Regions from separate parts of the Mus musculus genome. Here all the other regions are linked to region 2. The links are chromatin contacts, called in public HiChIP or PLAC-seq maps. All regions are on one chromosome and are shown on one strand. The core of a region is the stretch at or near the end of the contact, and the rest is flanking DNA. Distances in the headings are between cores, read along the strand shown. Region 1 overlaps Foxn3 (forkhead box N3). Region 2 overlaps Gm40554 (a long non-coding RNA gene). Region 3 overlaps Ptpn21 (protein tyrosine phosphatase, non-receptor type 21).

The links. HiChIP or PLAC-seq counts read pairs in DNA pulled down with a chosen protein or histone mark.
Region 1: a FOXA1 HiChIP or PLAC-seq map of pancreatic cancer cells shows a contact between it and region 2. The contact joins two enhancer-like sites. A contact is called at or near these places in 13 of 115 datasets of contacts at active chromatin or transcription factors (bone marrow-derived macrophages, cardiomyocytes, craniofacial prominence and 10 more).
Region 3: a contact with region 2 is called in an HNF4G HiChIP or PLAC-seq map of pancreatic cancer cells. The contact joins two enhancer-like sites.

What each region holds. Positions count from the first base shown.
Region 1 is chr12:99,405,225-99,408,199 of GRCm38.p6, reverse strand. All of the region lies in intron 1 of Foxn3 (forkhead box N3), which reads left to right. Among named protein-coding and RNA genes, the nearest start is that of Gm51999, 15 kb to the right of the region's middle. Within about 2 kb of position 1,284, at least 152 of the 459 cell types and tissues checked have an H3K27ac peak or open chromatin away from gene starts, as enhancers often do. A contact at or near this core is called in pancreatic cancer cells, where this site is marked.
Region 2 is chr12:99,062,734-99,065,797 of GRCm38.p6, reverse strand. All of the region lies in intron 2 of Gm40554 (a long non-coding RNA gene), which reads right to left. Among named protein-coding and RNA genes, the nearest start is that of Gm40554, 40 kb to the right of the region's middle. Within about 2 kb of position 1,812, at least 29 of the 459 cell types and tissues checked have an H3K27ac peak or open chromatin away from gene starts, as enhancers often do. A contact at or near this core is called in pancreatic cancer cells, where this site is marked.
Region 3 is chr12:98,724,128-98,727,413 of GRCm38.p6, reverse strand. The region is part of intron 2 of Ptpn21 (protein tyrosine phosphatase, non-receptor type 21); the gene reads left to right. Among named protein-coding and RNA genes, the nearest start is that of Ptpn21, 12 kb to the left of the region's middle. Within about 2 kb of position 1,728, at least 34 of the 459 cell types and tissues checked have an H3K27ac peak or open chromatin away from gene starts, as enhancers often do. A contact at or near this core is called in pancreatic cancer cells, where this site is marked.

The DNA.
Region 1 (2,975 bases), core at 35-2,534, 340 kb before region 2:
GAAATCATAGTTTAGTGCACACGTGGGGACAAAGCTTCTGGCCAGTTTCAGTACGAATTTATAAGTGTTCCGCAAGCTGAGCAGGTCGGTGCACGCATTCAGTCCCAATGCTGGAGAAGCAGAGGCAGCTGGAGCTCTGTGAGTTTCAAGGCCAGCCTGGTCTACGTAGTGAGACATAGTGATATCCCACCTCAAAAAAACCTAAACTAAAGTAAAACAACAACAACAACAAAACTTTTCCAAGAAGTAAAATTGACCAAAAACAAAAGAAGAGAAATCCAAAAGCAACTTCCAGGACTCTGGTGGAGAGGCCTTTAAGTTTGTTTGATCTGGAGATGTGAATGTGACTGAAAGCCTGAGGGACACAGGAAAGCCCCCAGAGGGCTGTGGGTAGGACGCAGTGACCTTTGCTATCAATATTGCAGGACTCCCCCATTCTACATTTTTTTTTTAAATGTATTTTTTCTACACTAAAAAAATATGTTTTGTGTCTTAGGCAACAGAAGCGGTGGACAAAGCTTTCATTTAGATCATGCAAGAAACTGAAAATGTGGAAGATTTTCCTTAGAAGAGGGGGTATGGGGGGGGGCAGAGTAAAGTGGAGTCTCCCGACTGCTGCTTCATCCCAGCCATCCCTGCAGTGAGCCCCAGCATCCCTGCAGCGAGCCAGCACTCTGCAGTGTCTAACTTTCCACTTTCACTTTTGATTAGTTAGGGCCCCCATCTGCTGTTATTTGGATATGAGTCTTTTCTGTGACTTATTTTCCAAGGATCCGAAGCAGTTTAAAAATACATAATGTTCAGCGATCTAACCATGTTGTAATGTTAAGTACTTGTTTGGGGACTTAAAACTAAATCCGTCAAACAGATTTGAAACCTTTACAGTGTCTTAAAAAATGATAGCCGGTGAGCAAAAAAGAAAGAGGGGACCACGTAAGCTGTGATCGCCACGCTTTTAGCAGCCACACTAGCAGCAAGCAGTTCGGTTTGCAAAAACAGAAGAGTGACAATTCTTTATTTAATGTTAAACAGGAAACTGAAAGCAATCTGCAGCACCAGGGTGCGTTTTCAAGGAACCTGCTATTTATCAGTGCTGGAAAAAGCCGGCAGACATTTCTTCTATTTGCTTAAGATGATAATGTCTTCGTGAAAATCTTAACCCAAACGTGACCGCCAGAAACAGGGTCTGTTGTATCCGCTGGTTTTGAGGCAACCGGTTCCCCCCAGAACCAAAGGAAATGTAGAAGCAAATTGCAGAGCTCTCAGAGAGTTGGAGAGTTGGGCAGGCACTCATGTTTTGCCCGTGTGTGGGGCTGTCACTTAGCCAGCATGTGTGGGTATGAATATTCTTTCTGAAGACCTGGGCTTCATTTTTAAGGTCAGCCTTCAATTTCGAGAGAATATAATTTGCTGTTATTTTTAGGGCTTTCATGATTGCTCGTAATAACTAATGAAAAAAAAAACAGCAGAGAAATAAATGTGTAACAGCTGTGTCTGCTTAACTTGATTAAAGGCAGTTAAAAAAAAAAGTAAACAGAAGACTAATGTGACAATAGGCAACGGGGACAAGTATCTCTGTCATTGTGAGAAGTCTTACAGACATAACTTGCCTCGAGTCGGAAGGCCGGCCGGGTCTGTGTTTAAAGTTTACTTTACTGTTTGTCTAGTGTGGGATCAGTGTTGGAGTGAATAATTTATAGCCAGCATGAATGAGCTCATTAGTCACCTTTTCAGACTTTAAATGAGTTTTGTGGTTGTCATTACTCGGGCCTTCTGTTCAGCCGCCGAGCAAAATGACAGCTTGGCAGTTGGCTGCCTTGTTGTGGGGGCCGCCTGTTCCCCTTCAGGTCTGTGCTGGCTTTTGTGTTTCATTGAGACCTTGCTTTTCTTGCCCTGTGGCTGGGCCAGGAACACTCACTTTTCAGTCTTATATACTTGAAGGCTCAAAGAGACATTTTGGAGGAAGTTTAAAACAAAACAAAACAAAACAAACGTTTTGGTGGTATCTGCCAGTGAAATGGATGGGCGCTTGCTCTCCCTCTCCCTCTCCCTCTCCCTCTCCCTCTCCCTCTCCCTCTCCCTCTCCCTCTCCCTCTCCCTCTCCCTCTCCCTCTCCCTCTCCCTCTCCCTCTCCCTCTCCCTCTCCCTCTCCCTCTCCCTCTCCCTCTCCCTCTCCTTCTCTCTCTCTCTCTCTCTCTCTCTCTCTCTCTCTCTCTCTCTGTGTGTGTGTGTGTGTGTAGGCCAGAAGTCAACATCAGGTGATGGCCACTGAAACGCTGTGCTCATCAGAGAGAATAGCAAAGGCGCCCACGAATGCCTGTCTACTCAGGGTTTCTACTGCTGCAGTAAAACATCATGGCCCAAAAACAAGTTGGGAAGGACAGGGTTTATATGGCTTACACTTCCAGTTCACAATCTATCATTGGAAGAAGTCAGGGCAGGAACTCGAGCAGGGCTGGAACCTGGAGGCAGGAGCTGATGCAGAGGCCATGGAGGAGGGCTGCTCTCTGGCTTGCTTCCCCTGGCTTGCTCAGTCCACCTTTCATAGAATCTAGGACCACCAGCCCAGGAATGGCACCACCCACAATGGGCTGGGCCTCCCCCATTAGTCACTAATTGGTAAAATGACTTGCAGGTGGCGGATCATATGGAGGCATTTTCTCAATTGAGGATACTTCCTCTCTGTTAACTTTAGCTTGTGTCAAATTGGCACACAAACGTAGCTAATACAACACCTGAAGAGGGAGGGTCGACCTGACTGCATGTCTTGGTAGAATTGGGAGATAGGAGGATGGAGAGATGGATATAGTAGACTATACTGTTTGCAAATGAAGTGATTGAAATTTCTGAGGCCACTGTGCCACAAATTATCCATGTCTGTCAAAGCAATTGCAGTCTATTTGACATTTGGTATCTGGTTTATTTATTTACTTTAAAGATTAATATATTTAATGTATATGTATGGGATTATTTCG
Region 2 (3,064 bases), core at 563-3,062:
CATTTATGAGCTGATAAGAGTTAATGACACCTTTTCATTTCCTCTCCACCACTCTGACGAGCACCCTGTAGCCATTCTACCACCCCTAGCTTTCTCTCTTTCCTTCCCCACATAGTCTCCAGACGTTAGCAGCCTGCCTCTTACACTGTAGGTTTGCCACTTAGGACGTTACAATAGAAGTGATATCAAATAAAATGTGGTCCATTGTGACTGGCTTCTTTCACAGCACGCTCTCACCAAATTTCATGCTGGCTATAGGGCGCACCCATAAGTTCTTCATCTCGTTATTGTTTTTAGATCAATACTCTACTGCACAGATATGTCTCACTGGTTTACCCACTTTTTAGTTGATGGGCTATTACAAACAACACAGCAGCGGGCACCTGAAACAAGTTTGAAGTGAACACATGCTTTTATTTTTCTTGGGAGTCGGATTTCTGACTCATGTGACAACTGGACACCTGCCCTTTTGATGAGCTGTCGGACTTTTCTGAAGTAGCTGTGCCATCTGATGTCACCACCACCCCGCCCCCAGCAGTACCAGAGGACTTTCCATTTTGCTGCGTCCTTACCCTGTGTATTGTTAGTAATCCTTTGTATGGCAATGGATGTGGAATTGCACCTCCTCTACCTGTTGACAAATGATACTGAGCCTCTCTCATCGTTGGCCACTTATCTTTCATCCTTGTGGAAGCATCCATCTGGATCCTTGGCCAAGTGTTCAAACTGGGTCATTCATCTTTTTAAGACGGAGTTGTGAGAGTCCTTTCTGTATCCCGTATACAAAGTCCTTTACTGGATATGTGATTTGTAAATATTTTCTTTCATTTTGTGTGTTACCTTTTCATTCCACTGGTCCTGTCCTTGAATGCTTATTTGATGTCCACCAATGACAAATGTCTGCCTTTTGCCTTTATTGCCTGTGCATTTAGTGTCATATCCAATAAATCACCACTGAAGAGTTACATTCACTTAAATGAGCTATAAATCATTTAAATGACTTTCCAAAGCCTAGATTCTGTCCCAGGTCTTAAGGGCCTTGACCCTATCTATGTTCCTTATTTTCATGTTTATCCCTTTAACAACTCTTCCTCTATTTAAGGTGTCCTAGGCCTGTCTCAACTCTTCAGAACAAAAGGGGACAACTGAGACATCCTTCATCTTTGTGCTCAGGATGCTATTACCATGCCAACAGCACTGGAGCTTCTGTGCACACCCTAAGGACACATGGAACTGAATGACTGGGGAGCCGCTGTCTCAGAAGCGTCCCCTTGTAGGTCCACCACATACATCACCGTATTAAGATATCCAAGGAGGGAGCTTGCAATAAAGAAGCCACTTTGACTCTGTTTAGTGGTTGAGTCAGGTACATGTTTCAGCGGGCCTTCCATTCTCAGCATTAACATGCCCAGGAATGTATCATTAGTTTAGGTTTCCTATATCCCTTTCAACTTTCTCCAGTAGCGATACCTTCCTTATACTTTGCATGGTCCCTGACTTTCCACTCACTTTCCAATAATAAAGTATGACAGTGCCAGTGGGCTTCATAGTAACTACAGAGGAGAGTTAAGTTGGTTGACAAATGGAGGCGCAGGTAAAGAAAGAGAGGGGCACACGGCGGATGAAACTGGTCTGTGACATGTGCCCGGATGGCGCTATCTTACTGCTGACTCACTTCCAGATGTGTCCCGGGAATGCTTGTCTTATTGCTGACTCACTTCCAGATGTGTCCCAGGAATGCTTGTCTTACTGCTGACTCACTTCCCGGAGACCCTGATCAACCTCTCTGCAGGAACCTGATGAGTAACGCATAGCTCAGACAGTGCCTGGGAAAGCAAGTGCCTTTCTTCCTCAGGATGAAGATGGCAGTTGGGTACTGTCAAGTCCAAGTTGGAGAAAATGCCCCTTCCTTCCTGACTCTGTGCTGGGACCTGGGAACATGGATGCTCTGACACGCCACCCACAAGCAGCCAGTGTTCATTTGGGAAATAGACAAAAATGCTCTGTCATTATATTTTCTCCAAGGAGGGCCTCAGTTAATATGTAGACGTTTGTTTCCAAGTGCGCTCCTCCGCCTCCCTCTCTTCCCTCCCTCCCCCCTTCTCTGTGTGTGCATGCTAGAGTCTGATGATATTATAGGGAGGAAGAACCTTACTGTGTGGATCTAATTAAAACAAAAATACCACTTCTTTTTTTTTTATTTTGAAAGCATTTGGCTGATGTTAATGAACCATCTGGGGCTGATTTGATGGTTACTCCAGGGGCTTTGGCAAATAAAAGGGGGTGGGAGATTCCAAATTGGGTATCTTTCAAGCCTGATAGTTGGACTTTAGTTAGAACAAAGTCAGTGGAAAGCAACTCAAACTGGCTTAACGTGAAAAGCCTGCAATTACTCTGCTCCAGCTTGGGGTTCTGAACCATATTCGGGCAGGGAGCCTGGAGCCAGGCACCGGTCATGCCCAGCTTGGCTCTGTCTGTTCCTGTTGAGGGGCAGCATCCTTAGGTGGACAATGCTTGCTCTGGACCTCTCTTTTAGTTGGCTGGGGCTTTGTCAAATATGCTTCAGGAAGTCGCAGGCGGAGACTGTTAGGTAAGTCACGGGATCTTTCTGTGTGATTGGTCTAGACCCCTCCGGTTCCTTTTCTAGTGAAGCCACATCTAGTAAATTAGAATGTTAGCTGTTAGGGAGATGTGGTCACAGAAAGTGCTTGGCCACTCTTAAGTGATGGCCAGTAACAAAAGCATGAAGCAGCCCTGAGAACCCCGTCCTGTTTGGTGCTTTATATAATGCTTTCATAGGATTGTAACTCATGAATTGAAAGATGCCCAAAATAAAGAATTCACAAAGTCAATGAATTTTAACCAGCTACCTTTTCACTCACTACCCACACCAAGAGAAAGACACACACAGAGAGAGAGAAAGAGAGAGAGAGAGAGAGATCCCTCTCTGACTTACATCCTTTCAAAGTTCTCCACAAGTTCCGAGTTTATCGGAGGAAGCATCTGTATTAATGGACCAACAGATTGGAAAAGGTACAGAGAGAGGCTTCTCTGTAATGGGTCT
Region 3 (3,286 bases), core at 479-2,978, 340 kb after region 2:
GTGTTCCTGGCTTGGGAGTGTGCCATCTTAAGTCAGCCTGTCAGGGTGTCCCAGATATCCATTGACCTTATCGCCACTGGAATCTGAGAAGACGTGGGAATTTCGTGTGCCTTTCTCTTTTCCTGCCAGCTTTCATTTGGACTCTAAAAATAACCAAAACATGATAAAGAAAAAGTATTTCACATACAAATGCTTTGGGCTGAGTAGTCACAGACTGAATTCAGGTACACCTTTGTGTAATAGAGAAGATTGAGATATATATAAAAAGAGGACAAGTATTTTGCTGACCTTCTGGAAGGTCCCCTGAGCTGTGGGACCTTCTGTCATTTTAGACTTTCCTCTTCATCTGAGGAGTTTTCCAAACTCCAAGGGTCAAAGGGCTTTTATATTTCTTTTAGTTTCAATAATATTTAAATTACATTTTGATTTAGTGTGTATGGATGTGAGTGTGCATGTGTGGAAGTTGGGGGGACAATTCCCTCCACTACTTGGATTCTGGGGATCAAGTTAAGACCATCAGAATTGGTGGGCAAACTTTACAAGCTACTTTGCCAGCCCATTCTGTCACTTTTCTCATGGTCTTGATAACGAAGAACTAGGCAAGTAAATAAGAGAGTCATATGTATCAGCATGGGTATGTGTATGCATTCTGAAATACATAATACAGACTCATACAAGTTATTATCAGATTAGGAAACTTATTTACTTAAATGATAAGAGTGTTATGCAACTTTAGTTTAATGTTTAATAAATGTAAAGGCTATTATGTATACCTGAACTGAAAGAGTGTTCGTCTGACATACACAAGACCCCCAGGGTCAGTCCCTAGCAAGGTATAAAACTGACCATGGTGGCTCACACCTGTAAGCCCAGGCCTCTAGAGGTGGAGGCAAGATCAGAAGTTCAAGTGCATCTTGGACTACCTAGTGGCCTAGGTCCTTGAGACACTGTCTGGAAGATCTAAAAGCAAAGGGCTAACGATATAAAGATATAAAGTGTGTGTGCTTCAGTGCTGGGATTTCAAATAACAGACGTGACTGTCTCCGGCCAGCAGCATGCCCCGGAGGAAGTCTCTGCACTCTGTGGCATTGAGCATGTGCTTGCACACCAGGGAGGTGTGAGCTGAGTTCCCAAGGTTTGGGGTGTGTGAGTGGGGGCGGGGTGCTCACTCGGCTCTGTCCTTGGCCCTGCAGTGTATCTCACTGTGTATCCCAGGTTAGCCCTTGCTCCTCAAGCCTTTTGCCCGAGCTTCCTGACCTTTGTCTTTAAAATTGATCCACATTTGTGGAGTAGAATACAGTATTTCCACATCTGTACAAACTGTGGAAAGATCAAGTCAAGACACTTAGCATTTCCATTGCCTCAAACATTTGGCATTTCTGTGTGCTGTGAACCTTCAGATTCTCATGTGGTCATTTTGAGACAGGTTGGAGATGTTGGAGACTGTACCTACTATGATAGTCTATAGACCAGAGGAATACATTTCTCCTACCTAGGTTTCCATAGTCATAGTCTCTTTCCATCTGGCCCACTATACTGTTCAGACACAAACTGCCTCCCAGTATAGTGTCCTTTCCCCTACAAATGCTCTTTCTTCTGTGGCTTTCCTCCATAGGGTTCAGGAAGGTCACTGACCGTCATCATCACCATCACCATCAGCCACCGCCTATTTACTTATCGTTTATTTGTTTTAAAGATTTGTTTATTTCGATTGTTTCATTCATGTCTGTGTGCCACTTGTGCGCAGAGCCGGGAGCCAGAGAGGGCACTGGATCCTTTGGGACAGGAGTTACACACAGTTGTGAGCCACCATGTGGGTTCTGGGACTGGAACCCAGGTCTTCTGGAAGAGTAGCTAGTACTCTTAACCACTGAGCTATCTCTCCAGAGCCCTGTTTATTAGAGTTGTGAGACAGGATCTCATTCTGTAGCCAGGTTTAGGTTTGCCTGGAGTGAATTCAGGCTAGCCTTCAACTCGGGGTACTTTGTCAGCTTCAGTTCCTTGATAGGGCAACTTGCTGCTAAGGTAAACTTGCTCCTGGATGATGGAGGGAGGGAGAGAGGGAGGGAGGGAGAGGCAGGGTGGTGGGAGGAGAAAGAGAGAGACAGGGAGGGGGAGGAGGGGGAGGTTGTGAGCGAGAGTTCCTCACTTAAGGATTGTAGATCACCTTCCCTCCCAGGCATCACCTGTGCGTCTGTCCGTCCATCTGGACAATGAGTGACAGGTCTTCAGTGTCTGAACTGGTGACTCACAGGTCGTTTACACATTAATTGAATTCCTGGGCTGTTGACTGAGTGAGTCTATTACTCCATCCTTGTCAGATGTGCACCCAACGTCTGAGTGCTATTTTCTCTTCTAATGACAAGGACTCATTGTTTTCTTACAGTGTGATGGGTTAGCAGATACTTTCTTCCTGTGTCCTCAGAACTGTTGATGAGATTGCCTTTGTGTAACTTTTCTCTCCTGTCGCCTTGGTGTTGTGGGTTAGACACATGCCTTTGACCATACTAGTCCATGCAGTCCAGTACTGTAGCTCTGAGCTGCTTCCTGCATTTGTTATTGAATTTTTGGAGTTTTCAGATAGGATCTTATTCTGTAGCCCAGGCTGGCCTAGAACTCACCAAGGCTAGCCTCCAATTCTGGGCACTTCGCCTACTAAAGGCTAAAATTACCAACCCTCAGCCCTTTTGCTTGTTTAAACCTTTTTTTTTGGGGGGGGGAGGGTTTCGAGACAGGGTTTCTCTATATAGTCCTGGCTGCACTACTCACTTTGTAGACCAGGCTGGCCTCGAACTCAGAAATCTGCCTGCCTCTGCCTCCCAAATGCTGGGATTAAAGGCGTGTGCCACCACGCCCGGCTTAAACATCTTTTTTAAACGTCCGTTTCTGTGCGAGTGTGCATGCATGTTAATTCTCTTCTTCTACCATTTGGTTCCTGGGCATTGAACCTGGAAGGTTATCAGACTTGGCAACTCTTTATCTGTTGAGCCATCTCCAAGGCCCAGTGTTTGTTTTGAGATAGAAGTTAACTGTGTAGGGCCAGGCTAGCCTAGAACTCCAGATCCTTCTGCCTCAGGCTTGGGAATGCTGGGATTTTGTGCCATACGTAATCTTCACTTATCTTTTAATGATCAAGTAAAATATCCAGAGGCTATTGATGTTTATGCTGGCAATGCTAATTTCAACAGCAGAAATGGTGTCCGATGTCCTAAAGAACAATTAGTATGTAAATTATAAATGATCAAGGACTTGCTTGGGTTTCTCTTTATTACCAAGTAAGATTCCC